Linked DNA regions of Oryctolagus cuniculus: region 2 is linked to region 1. A link is a contact called in public Hi-C data. All regions are on one chromosome and are shown on one strand. Each heading gives the region's core, a stretch centred on a gene start, on an enhancer-like site or on the middle of the called end of the contact. The rest is flanking DNA. Distances are from core to core; before and after follow the strand shown. Region 1 holds the start of LOC100348485 (histone H2A type 1-E). Region 2 holds the start of LOC138849828 (histone H4).

Evidence for each region. Hi-C and Micro-C count contacts between places; a contact is called where the count stands out from the background.
Region 2: a contact with region 1 is called in a Hi-C map of an unstated tissue, with 4 times the contacts expected there. The contact joins the promoter of LOC138849828 here to the promoter of LOC100348485 in region 1. A contact is called at or near these places in 2 of 6 Hi-C or Micro-C datasets (psoas muscle and an unstated tissue).

What each region holds. Positions count from the first base shown.
Region 1 is chr5:153,343,834-153,349,990 of mOryCun1.1, forward strand. LOC100348485 (histone H2A type 1-E) reads right to left here and starts at 2,909. Exons shown (of 1, transcript XM_017344944.3): 1 at 1,508-2,909. The coding sequence starts at 2,234. The coding sequence ends at 1,842. H3C2 (H3 clustered histone 2) reads right to left here and starts at 1,098. Exons shown (of 1, transcript XM_070074848.1): 1 at 1-1,098. The coding sequence starts at 1,047. The coding sequence ends at 637.
Region 2 is chr5:153,564,468-153,571,152 of mOryCun1.1, forward strand. It overlaps LOC138849828 (histone H4), which reads right to left and starts at 5,190. Exons shown (of 1, transcript XM_070074864.1): 1 at 4,788-5,190. The coding sequence starts at 5,154. The coding sequence ends at 4,843. TRNAM-CAU (transfer RNA methionine (anticodon CAU)) reads left to right here and starts at 5,930; the gene lies at 5,930-6,001.

The DNA.
Region 1 (6,157 bases), core at 1,659-4,158:
TCAACACGTAATGCATTGAGAAAGCCGTAAGGGCTCTTAGAAATTAATGAGCACCTGGCGCATTATTTCGTGCACACTTCCAAGGGAAGTTACTGGGCTAAAACTTTAAATTTATTTCTTTTAAAGTCAGCTACTGAGAGAGGCAGAGAGAAAACTTCCATGTCCAGTTGGCTGCAATTGCCGAAGCTGCGCCGATCCGAAGCCAGGAGACCGGAGCCTGCTCCAGGTCTCCCACGTGGGTGCAGGGTCCCAAGGACCTGGCCCACCGTGCACCGCTCTCCCAGGCTATGGCAGAGCTGGATCGAACTGGTGCCCCTATGGGAAGCCGGCGGTTCAGGCAGAGACCTTTCCCGCTTCACCACAGTGCAGGTGCCACGTCGCCGTCTTTAACCTTTCCCGAGCACTAACCCAGCTAAAACCAACTTGCCCCTTAAGGCTTGCTATTACTCTACGATTGCTAACAGAAAATGTAACCACAGAATTCCTAATTTACTATTCGCCCGGGTCCTACAAGGAATGCTCTTCCTATTCAAGGTTTATCTGCTTAACGAGCAAACTATCACAGCCGCTTTCCTTGGATAACTGGGTGGCTCTGAAAAGAGCCTTTGGGTTTTGCTTGAGCACACGGCCGGGTTCTTAGGCCCGCTCCCCGCGGATGCGGCGCGCCAGCTGGATGTCTTTGGGCATGATGGTGACGCGCTTGGCGTGGATGGCGCAGAGGTTGGTGTCCTCGAAGAGGCCGACGAGGTAGGCCTCGCAGGCCTCCTGCAGCGCCATGACGGCCGAGCTCTGGAAGCGCAGGTCCGTCTTGAAGTCCTGCGCGATCTCGCGCACCAGGCGCTGGAAGGGCAGCTTGCGGATGAGCAGCTCGGTGGACTTCTGGTAGCGCCGGATCTCGCGCAGCGCCACCGTGCCGGGCCGGTAGCGGTGCGGCTTCTTGACGCCGCCCGTGGCCGGCGCGCTCTTGCGGGCCGCCTTGGTGGCCAGCTGCTTGCGCGGCGCCTTGCCGCCCGTCGACTTGCGCGCTGTCTGCTTCGTGCGAGCCATCACCAGAACCAGCACACAGCGTCCTCACAGAAACCTCTGAGGAAAACGATCGGCCATCTCTCTTTTATAGAATCTGGCTAGCTAGTATTGGGTCGCGTACATTCAAATTCATGAGCGCGCCCATCCTGGATTGGTCCATCTGCTTGTCTAGTTCCCCGGTTTCCGGAGCCTTCACGTTGGTGAACCAATCCGCTGCCCTGCCCTGAGCCATAGTCCCGCCCCCTCCCGCCCCCGGGGGCGCACGGCATTTGACGTCACATCCTTTACCCTTTCCTATCCGTAGACGTTGCCTGAAAAATCTACAGGGCACATCTGATTATACAAATGTGGTAGCTTATGGGTATTATATAAAGGTAGAGTGCTGAATACTACTGATTATCATTTTAGGCAGTGCCTGAGTATTGTGGGCACGTACGAAAATGCGCTGAAGAAATGCAAATATGGGAACTCTAAGAAACTGTTTAAGTGTTCTTAATTATGTGTGTACATATATGTATAGATTTATTTTTTGTGAAACGGAGTTCACGATTACACCGTTCTGAGATTATGAAATTGTGGCCTTAGATTAAACTCCAAAGCCATGGCTGAAGGGGCGATTGAAGGGCGCGGCTTGGATCCTCCACAGAAAACTCGCGAATCCTCACGGGGCAAAGACCCGATACCAACACAGCTGTGTCTGCTACTGAGAACACAGCGCGAACAGGACAGCAGTTTTCATGAAAGCTGTGGGTGGCTCTGAAAAGAGCCTTTGTGGTTAGGTTGATCAGAAAAGCGGGAGCCGTGCAACGGACACTTCACTTGCCCTTGGCCTTGTGGTGGCTCTCGGTCTTCTTGGGCAGCAGCACGGCCTGGATGTTGGGCAGCACGCCGCCCTGCGCGATGGTGACGCGGCCCAGCAGCTTGTTGAGCTCCTCGTCGTTGCGGATGGCCAGCTGCAGGTGGCGCGGGATGATGCGCGTCTTCTTGTTGTCGCGCGCCGCGTTGCCCGCCAGCTCCAGGATCTCGGCCGTCAGGTACTCGAGCACGGCCGCCAGGTACACCGGGGCGCCGGCGCCCACGCGCTCGGCGTAGTTGCCCTTGCGCAGCAGGCGGTGCACGCGGCCCACGGGGAACTGGAGCCCGGCCCTGGAGGAGCGGGTCTTGGCCTTGGCGCGCGCCTTGCCGCCCTGCTTGCCGCGTCCAGACATCGCTTGAGATCACAACTTCAGACGAAAGCAGGAGCAAAACCTAGAGGAGCAACAGATCTGAGAACGGCAGGAGCAGTATTTATACTTGCTGGAGGGAGCCTGTATGGGATTCTCCCATTGGCTAAGATCAGATACCCAATGAGAAACGAGAATTTGCATCCTTCATTTGCATGCACCGCTTTCATCCCGTGTGAGCTTTATGTTAGAGCCAATCACTGATCCAGCTTCATAATCTTTTCTTGTGTTTTACAAGTAATTATTGAATCAATTCTTTTTCTCAAAATGCCATTATTAAAAGCGGGGATGTTTGTCCTCATTGTTTTGAGTTTTGATTATATAAGCCGATATAGAAGAATACAAGCAAGATTTTAATAGAATCAAGGGCGATAGTTCTTGTGATTAAATGTAAAGTTGAAAAGTCTGGGGCCGACCCTGTGGCACAGCAGGTATAATCCTCACCTGCAATACCCGCGTCCCACATAGGCGCTGGTTCCTATCCTGGCTGCTCCACTTCTGATCCAGCTCCCTACTAATGACCTGGGAAAAGCAATGGAAGATGGCCCAGGTGCTTTGACTCATGCCCTCATTTGGGAGACCTGGATGAAGCTTCTGGCTCCGGACTTCGACCTGGCCCAGCCCTGGCCATTGTAGTCATCTGAGTAATAAACCAGCCAATGGAAATCTCTTTCTCCCTGTCTCTACCTCTATCTCTAATTCTGACATTCAAAATTTTAAAAGTCCTTAAAAAAAAAAAAAGGTTTGCAGTATAGATTTGTTCTTAGAAATTCCCGTGAAATGGTGTTTTGCAGGCCACTCATGAGAACATCTTGTTATGCTGCAAGGCTAAACCACTGAGCTTTTGGTAACAAAAGCTGATGTAGGCAGGAATACAGGATAAAACTGATCAGGTCTGTGAGCTGGACGACCCCGCCTTCACCACTGCATGATCTCATGCCCCTACCCAGCCACACCTGTGTGCCCACAGGCCAATCAGGTTAATTAACCACTAAGCTTTGGAAGTGGATCAAAAGCTGTCAACAGGGTGTGTCTGGCCTTATCCTTCTCTCTGGCCTTTTGCCATTGCTGGCCCTTGCTGCCCCTGCGCCCCAAGTCGCCTGGCCTTTGGGCCACCTGCCTGCTTCCTGATCTGCCTGTTCCTCCACGTGGCTGGCTCCTGGTGCTCGCTATGAGCCCGGATTTCTCTCTCTTAGGGCCCTCACTCTCCTCTGCATTTCTCTCACTGATTAAAAGCTTAAAACGTATCATGCTGCCTCATTTGTTTATGCCGGTATTCAGAAGTATTTTCTGAATATTAGGCAAGAACCCACACGGGCTTATTAATATTGGGAATTTATTAATAAACACACGGTGATATATAACACCCCAAATTCCGATATCACATTGGCCCTTTTTTTGGGGGGGGGAGATTTTCATTTATGGTTTTTGAAAGGAACAAACTCACAGCCATTTCTAAATAAGTGATTGGAAAGAAATTTCTGGGCTACGTTTTGTTTTAACTCTCAACATCACAACGAAAAAGAAAGTGGTACAAAGAATTATTTATTGTGGTTTAATTCTTCTTTAATTACCTGAACAATTAAAACTGGGGGCAAGGACTCGATGATTATCTTCTGATCTAGGACAGCAAATCTTCCATTTCACCTGTACCCTTGGTAACTAAGTCTATGAAATAAACTGACAGCAGGCAGGTCAAGTTTATCAGTGCTGTGGCGGTGGGGGAGGGGGTGGGGGTGGACAGAGGGGTCATCACAGGAAGGGAAAGTAGGTATCGAATAACCTCCTGAAATCTTGGAGTTCTTTATAGGAGACAGGCTAGAGGGTGACTTAAAGGTTTGGAGAATAGAAGATGATTTCTGGGAAAGGTGAACAGGCCTTTGGAAAATCGGGGAGAGCCTCTGGGAAGTCTGGGTGTGGAGTTTGTCTCTTCTCCTGCGTTGATCGCTCCTGCTTGCTGAGATGCAGGGGAAGTGGACTGAGGACAATGAGTCTCTGTTGGAGGCCCTGTCCTCAGGATGAGACGTTCAAAGAAAGTTTCTGCTGCCTTGCCCTCATTGCTTTTCGCTGACACAGTAATAAATTGTAGTTCAGAGAAATTAAAGGAGAACTTAAAGCAAATTGTGTTGACATGCATTCCAAGAGAGGAAGGGACCAGTAGCAAGAACACATGGGAAACTTTCTTCTGTTTGGGACTTTTATTCCTAAAGTATAAGGGACATTAAGTAGTGATGTGGCCATGATGCTCATGATTGACATGTGTGATGGACATCTGGGAGTTGCATGTCATTGGACTCCGTGCATGTGGCTGCAAACTAGACTTTACTTTGAGCTCCCATTATTATGAGGATATTTCAACCTCCAGTTAAAGTGCAAAGTGGGCAGTCTTTGGTGGGTCTTGGAGAGTCCTGGATGAGTCTTTGGGTTCATCCTGCCTAGCTCTCTACCTGACAATTTCCTGGTCTTAATTGCTCATGTTGATTGGCAGGAGGGGCCAGCTTGGTGGTAGAGCGGATTAAGCTGTGGCTTGAAACTCCATCATCCCATATCACATGTGGCTGCGCTGCTTCTGATCCAGCTCCCTGCTATGAGGCCTGGGAAAGTAGCGGAAGGTAGTCCAGCTACGTGGGCCCTTGACACCCATGTTCAAGACCTGGATGGAGTTCCAGGCTCCTGGCTTCAGCCTAGCCCAGTCAAGCTGTTGTAAGCATTCGGGCAGTGAACTAGTACATGGAAGACCTCTGTCTTTCCCTGTCAGTGTTTATTTCAAATGAGTAAATCTTTAAAAAGAGAGATTAGCAAGAGAAATCTTATTGCTAATCTTTTTTATGACCCTTAACATAGAAGCAATAGGGCATAGATGGACGTGGATAATTTTTTCAAGAATTTCTGAGGGCTCAAACTGAAAGTTTACTTTGTACACAAATGGGGTTGTAGAAGAAACAACAGCCCAGGTGTTAAAATATGATCTACTCCCAAATGAACCTTTTTGATCTGTGATTTGATCCAGAGAAACTAGCAAGAGAGTGAAAGTGCTCATTTCTTCTTTTTTTTTTTTCCTTTGTCTTCTCTCCAGTCTTCTGACGTCTATGACTTTTTCTCTTAGTATTCAAGTTTCCTTATTTTTTCAGTGAGCATTTTCACCATCTATGACAGCAAAATACATCAGTAATCACTGGCTCACTGTTGGAAAAGCTGCAAAACCTAAGGCGGAGATGTAAAACAGTATCACAAATGCTGCTCCAAAGAATTCATAATCTCTTTGAGAAGGGTGAACTTGCGTGCCTGATGATTCCATAGCAGTGCTGGAGGTTTTGAGCAATAACTAACATCAGGGAGCGTGAAGGGGAAGATTAGTCCATGTAAATTAGAAGGATCAGGAGAGTTCACGAGGCAGATGTGCGTCCAACATTTATTCAACATATATTTACCAAGCACCTGCTAATTGTCAGTGCTGTAGGAGCACAGAATGGTGAACTAAGCAGACAAAGACTTGTATCCTCGAGACGCTACTTTTCTTCTTGGGGAAGGCACACAATGAGGTAACAACATAAAAATATTCAGTATACGTGTTTTTGGTGATAAGTGCTATGGAGAAGAATTTAGCGAGGGAAAGTGATAGTTGAGAGGAAAGTGGGGAGGGAGGGACAGTGTCCCCAGGAGAATGTCACCTGGGTTCAGGCCTGCACAAGGTGAGGAAGCCAGCTCTGTAGGAAGACTGAACACTTGAGCCGCGGGCCTGATGTATTCAAACAGGGGATCATTCAGGGAGAAAGTCAGAAGGGACAGCGATTTTGATTTTCTGGAGAAATTGTAGACGCTCTCATAGAGCAGTGCTCAGACACAGGACTAGCTGAAGCAAACGCTAAGGGGAAGGGCTGAAGCAGGGGTCTCTCCGGGCATAGCCT
Region 2 (6,685 bases), core at 3,940-6,439, 220 kb after region 1:
CAGCTTGTGAAACAAACCTCCTAAATCTCACGTATAATTAAGGCTTCATTTCTTGCTCTCCAAAGCTAACTTTAAACACATTTTAAAACAGTATGCATGCATACGGGGTGCGGGGGATTCCAAGTACAGTTTAAGAGGGGAACTCCTCAGGACGGAAAGTTTGTTTACCTCCTCATGTGGAGGAATGTATTGAATCCCTTTGTGAGAATTTCTTGGTCTAAATAGGAATATGAATTAGTAACTGCTATATATCGTTGATAAATTGACCGTAGAAGTTAAGGCCCTATAATTACTATGGACTCCAAAGAAAACGAGATTTAATAAGCAATAACAAGTAACTCAGCCCGGGATCACAGCTACGGGAGGAAATTAGAAGAATCTTGCCGCAGATAGTACCTTAAACTTCCCGAGACCCCTCACAAAAACTGTTCCAGGAAGCACAACAGGACACAGCTAACGAAAACGCTGGAACACGCCACCGTGTTCTAAACCTATCATATTTGAGCCTCTCGGATTCCTCGTTTGCATATAGGTCAGCCAATCAAGTTTCACTGCCTTGTTTCCATGGGCGGACCTGATTGGGACCGCCGTCTAAATTTTTTTCTCATTAATTACCTTTTATATTTACATAATGCTTTTTTTTATTTTGTGCTATATCCTCTTTCCCCAAGTGTACACTGCTTTTTACTTACAAAAAGACAATTTTAAATTTAAAAAAAAAAAGGATAAAAAGGCTGTTTGGGTTTGCTTGGGGTGTAAAACCACAGGTAGTGCTGACAGGACTTTAGGCACAAAGGTCCAGAAAAGGCGGGGCTGTTCAAGCCTCTCCTTGTTCCCACCCCAGTGTGAAACCAGAGACTTGAATCCGTAAGCAGGGCACTGGGCTGCCAACCTCTTAGCATTTGATGCCAGTTAAAGTTTCTGGTCCGATTGTCGTCAACACTTATCAGTCCGAGCCCTTCCATGCATCTAAGTCTTTCCTCCGAGGTGTTTCGTGTTCCGTGGACATCCTGATGTCCGTGGCTGTTAGACCTCCTTGACTGCCAGTTGAAGCGATTTGTGCCCATTTCCAGGAACTTTGCGATACCTTTAGGAGATCTGGGGCCTCACTCAAGGGGTTCGGCTGTAAAGAAACCTGGAAACAGCTGAGAATTCTCTCCTCGTGCTTCATTCGCTCCTTTTCTAACTTCCATTTATGTAGTAGGTTCCCCTGGGGTACTTCCAAACCTGAGCCTTTTAATTAAGATGGAATTTGGCAACGAAGTACTTCTTTAAGATTATATATATTTTAGAAGCAGAGTTAGAGAGAGAGGGAGAGAAAGAGATCTTCCATCCACTGGTTCACTCCCCAAGTGAGAGCTGGGCCCATCAGAAGCCAGGAGCCATCCTATAACTGAAATGCAGGGAGTAGCTGCCTGATGGGGGTGGGGTGGGAGGCATGAGCGCCCTGAATGCCTTGCCCTGGGACCCCGGTCCCCACAGAGGAAATCGCTGTGCATTCCCAGACCTCAGAGGCTGAGCAGCAGCACCTCACCAGTGTGTTCTGCAGGCAGACGGCAGCCTCCTTAAGGGCAAGGAGTAGGGGGATTTGCAGTGCTGCATAGCCTGGCCAGGCAGCCTCACTGAGGGGAGGAGGGCTGAAACCCAAAGGAAATGAGCGAGCACTACCTACAGAGACCTGAAGCCGAGCGCCTCACATGGAGGGAACCAGCTGCACTACTCGGAGAAAATTCAAGGGGCCTGTGGAGCTGGGTTAGGAACAAGAGGAAGCTGAAAGCTTTGAAGCCAAAGAAGTAACCTGGTCCAGAAAGTAGGACCTTGTAGGCCCCTCAAAGGACTTAGGGTTTTACTTTGGGTGAATGAGAGCCTTAATCTCTCTGACTGGCCCCTTACCGCAATGCATCAGCTGCTGTGTGAAAGAAAGCAGGTGAGGAGGGGGCTGCCCAGCAGCAGTGGGAAAGGAAATGGTTGGATTCCTTGTGTTTTCATACTGCAGCTGCTAAAATATACTGATAGGTAGGTGTAGAGTGTGAAAGGGGGAACCAAAGACAAAAATGACCCCACTAGAACGGGTAGAATTGCCATTCATGAACCTCAAGAAGAGGGCTAATTTGCAGAGGTGGTGGCAGAAATCCTGTTTGAGGCCCAATTAAGCTGGAAGTGAATGTAAATCGCGCTCTCATGTACAGATGTCAGGTAGCAGGGCTTCTGAGTCTGGAGTTCAAGGAAAGCGAGTGGGCTGCTGGTTTAATTTTTTTTTTCATCCACATAGCATCACCACAGCTAAAAAAAAACCGTCAGTTCGGCAGAATCAGATTTTCTTCCTCAAGGTCCACTTTCTCTAATCAGGAGCAGCTGAACGAAGGGATGGAAAAAGGCAACAGCAGACAGAAGGTTCTTCCGCTGAGCTCCACAACAGTTTTCAGGAGGCCTGAGAACTTCCTGGAACTGCAGGAAAAGCGTGTGGAGAAAGTGAGTGCATTTTGGAAAGAAAGGGTATGTGTATCTACTACTGGGTCACCAAAGTGATCTCCCCAGGGCTCTGTCTTCACTAAATTATCTGAGTAAGAACTCCAGTTAAGACTCACTCATTACTAAGGGCATTTTGCACCATCTCTAAAAAAGGGGGAATATTTGTTGCTTTTTCTGAGAATTACAGGAGAAAAGAACAGCCAGAAAGTTAACCCATGTCATGAATACTCAACACCACTCCTTATTTCTCTGATCTGGGGTTCGTCTGTGAACTGCTTCTTATTATCAGCCTTCCTTCCTAAGATACTTCACCTGTGGCTTTTTCAGTCTCCTGGCAGTTTTACTCTAATTCTCAATCTTGTTCCCATCCTGGACCTGTTCCCTAGACCCCTGACTCATACATCTAATTTCCTATTCATACCTTCCTCTTAGACATGTTACAGGCATCTCAGATTCTCCCCGGATATCCAAAACTAAGCCTATAATTCTCTCCAAACCTCATTCCTTCTACTTTGTTTCTTGTTTTACCAATTGGGATCTGTGTAGTTGCTGTGACTAATGTCATCGAAATCATCCATGAATTTTCTCATCCCCTACATTTACTAGCTAAGAACTCTTTTTTCAAAATATATACAAAATCCTCTGCCTTTAACACACTGATCAAGTCAGTCTTCTCTCAACTGGATTATTGTACTAGCCTCCTAACTGGTGTCCCAGCTCCTACTGTAGTCCCATCAGTCTGTTCTCGATCAAGCATCCAAATAGATCTTTTAAAAACATAAACTACATCTTGTCACCCTTTTGCTCAGAATCCTACAAGGACTCACACCCAGTGTTAACATCCGCTTCAATGCCACAGAACAGCTCCATGTGCCTCTGAACCCTTATCTGCTTTGCCTCCACAACCCAGGCTTTCCTATTGGGCCTTCTATTTGGAATACTTCAAGTTTCCCCATGTTTTTTATCCCCCAACCATCACTTTATCGGTAAAGCTTCCCACGACCCTATCATTTAAAATATCACTGCCTCCCTGCACACTGTCTTTTCCTGCTGTTCACTGATCTTTATAGTGCTCACCACCACCTAACACATATAATTTACTTATAATTATCTGTACACACCCACACCCAATAAACAGATATAAAAATAGTTAGGTTCGCTGTCATCCAGGACTATTGTTACCGAAAGCTCAGGTTGTGGTCAACGGTGCCGGATGAAAATAACGAGGCCAAGGTTTGAGAATGAGGTTAATCGCTCAGTAGATGAGGTAGCAGCCTAGCGTCAACCACGGTTCTGAAAGAGCGTGGCCCAGGGTTTTCAGAGGCTACAAGGGAAGGGGCTGGCTTCTCGCAAATGCGAAGGGAGCAGCAGTCTCTGGGGGTGGCTGTGATGAGAACCGGGGCCAGACACACGCCGAAACTTGGCAAGGCCTTCACTTCCGCCTTTGTCTCAGCGCGGCTGCCCTCGAAAGAAACCAAAGGCAGGGAGATTAGACTCCGCCTGAACTGATCTCTCCGCTCGGGCTGCCGGCGGCGAACGCACTGTGCGTCCTAGAACATGCTGGAGGGCGAAACCGGCGGTGCAGCCTTGAAACCATAACTAGGCGAGCGTTCAGCGAGAACCGCAGGCTGCAAACCACCACTTGGCTGGTATCTGTAAGAGCTACACTGTCCAACTTGGCACTAAGTCGCATGAACCATCTCCCTTAGCATAACGAGCATGGCCTATATTTGGGTCAAACAAGCCGTGTTCTTAAAACATTTGCGGCGTGATTACGGCTTCTGTGGAATGAGTTGGTAGCGTAAATTCGGCCTGTTACCTTGATAGTCACTGAAAACGGATCCCCTGGAAGCTGCACTACCTGGTAATGACCGCTTACGCAATACTCAGCTGGGCTACTTCCGTAGTCAGTTCTCAGAGCACAATACCCACCTTTCCACACATGAGCCTTTAGTTCTCCCTCGCGCTTCTACTTGCACAAAGAGCAGAAAGCCTAATCCCGCCCATCGCTCCCTCCCCGGGCCCGGCCTTTGTCCCCGGCCCCGCCATCTTGAGCCCGGTAGCAGGCAGGGCCGCCCTCGGCACGGCCGGAACCCTTGCAGAACTGAGGCGGCCAACTACGTGAGGGGCCAGGCGGCCTCCACCGAGCTCACTGTCCGAGCAACCAGTGCTTTCAGTGAACCCCAGAAAACCTGAAGTCATGAGAATCCGGTTTGAAATAAAACTGGAAGCGTAAAGCCACCAACGAATGAACGCAAAACTTCGTTACCAAGGAAAAAAAACGCAATGAAGTGCTAGCTCTCTTACAGGAGAACTTGGGTGGCCCTGAAAAGGGCCTTTGGGTGGAGGGTCTCGGGCCGCCGGGGCAGCTCAGCCGCCGAAGCCGTAGAGCGTGCGTCCCTGGCGCTTGAGCGCGTAGACCACGTCCATGGCCGTGACCGTCTTGCGCTTGGCGTGCTCCGTGTAGGTGACGGCGTCGCGGATGACGTTCTCGAGGAAGACCTTGAGCACGCCGCGGGTCTCCTCGTAGATGAGCCCCGAGATGCGCTTGACGCCGCCGCGCCGGGCCAGGCGGCGGATGGCGGGCTTGGTGATGCCCTGGATGTTGTCGCGCAGCACCTTGCGGTGGCGCTTGGCGCCGCCCTTGCCCAGGCCCTTCCCGCCCTTGCCACGTCCAGACATCTCTATCAGCTACCAGAACCAACTCAGAAATAGCGACTACCGGCAGACGTGCTCCCCTTATATGCCCGGAGTGCGGACCTAATTGAAGACGCCAAGCCTGCGCGGGAACGCCCCTTGCGCCTGCTGGCCCCGCCCCTCGCGCCCGGCGGGGATGACGTCACCAAAGACCTCCGCCCGCCATTTTGGCGCGTTGTCGGTGTGGTTCCCGCCAGTCCTGCCTTCTCAAGTCTTTAGGCCGCTTCAGCAACTATGTCAGGAACAGAAATTCACTTTTTACTGATGCTTGGGACGCTTTGGGTGGTGGCGCGGGAGCGCGGGCGCCCACGGCGTCCAGCAGCGGCCCAGCTTCGTCCCGCCCTGCGCTCGGACACCCGGCTCGCAGGGCCCGGGTCGGCAGAGAGGGCGGAGGGCGGGAGAGCGCCAGGTCCTCGCCCTCTCGCCTCCGACCACCCGGAACGCTGCCCGGACGGCGAGTCGGCGTGTGGGGTGGCTGCGTGGCGCGGTTCCCCCGCGGCGCCGGGCCCCGCTCCCGGCCGTTGTGTCCCTGCCCTGTTTGGTAGGAGCTGCGCTTCTCTATTTAGCCGCCCTCACATCTGTTCCCAATAACTTGCCGGTGTGGTGGTGTTTGTTTCTCTCCCCAGTATCCCCCCCGCCTCCGCTTGAGGCCGGGAATGTTATTGGTGTGGTAGGTGAGGTATTAGATACAGTTTGTCCCGCATAGTTGGCCGCTTTTACGCAATGCTAAGAATACTACAGGAAGAGGGCGCCTTCGGGAAGCAGAGTGGCGCAGCGGAAGCGTGCTGGGCCCATAACCCAGAGGTCGATGGATCGAAACCATCCTCTGCTAACATTGTTTTCTTTATTTTTCTGCTTGAAATTTTGTGTCTTAATTTTATGGTAAAGGAAGGAAACAGACTAGCCGTGTGTTTCAAGAAGTTCGCAAGTGAAAATTGTTTCTGGATTAACACATTTGAAAGTTTATGACCTCTACAGGTAAACTGAAGGTGTCATTTGGAGCACATTACTATTATTAACTGGTATATCCTCCCATAATGTCCAGTGTCCCATAATGGTTACCAAAGTGACCTAGCAGTTATGTCCATTTTTCTTTGCCTGGGAAACTGGGAAAATGTTGAGGACCAGGACTGTGGAAGACAGGCTGGGAGACAGGAACATAGTCTTTATTTCCCTGCATTCTCAGGAAGCACTCCTTGCCAGGCGGTTAAGGAAATGGACTAGAAATCCATTGGAAGATCTTCACGAAGATTTTTTGGAACTATAATTCTTTATTTTGGAAATAAAAGAGTAGTAGTTAAGGGCAAAACTCTCAGTAGCCAGGATTTCACTAAGACCTGAGAAACAACGTCTGTGACTGCTACTGCTATGTCTCTACCCTCTACCCTCCTGTAAAAGCTCAGCTAGAAGCATAGCGCTGTTTCATATTTCTCTCTCTCAGGAAGGATTCCTATTCAGATACTTAAGTATCAGATCCTGTGCTATGAGCTATAAAAAAAAAGATAGTATGTCGCCT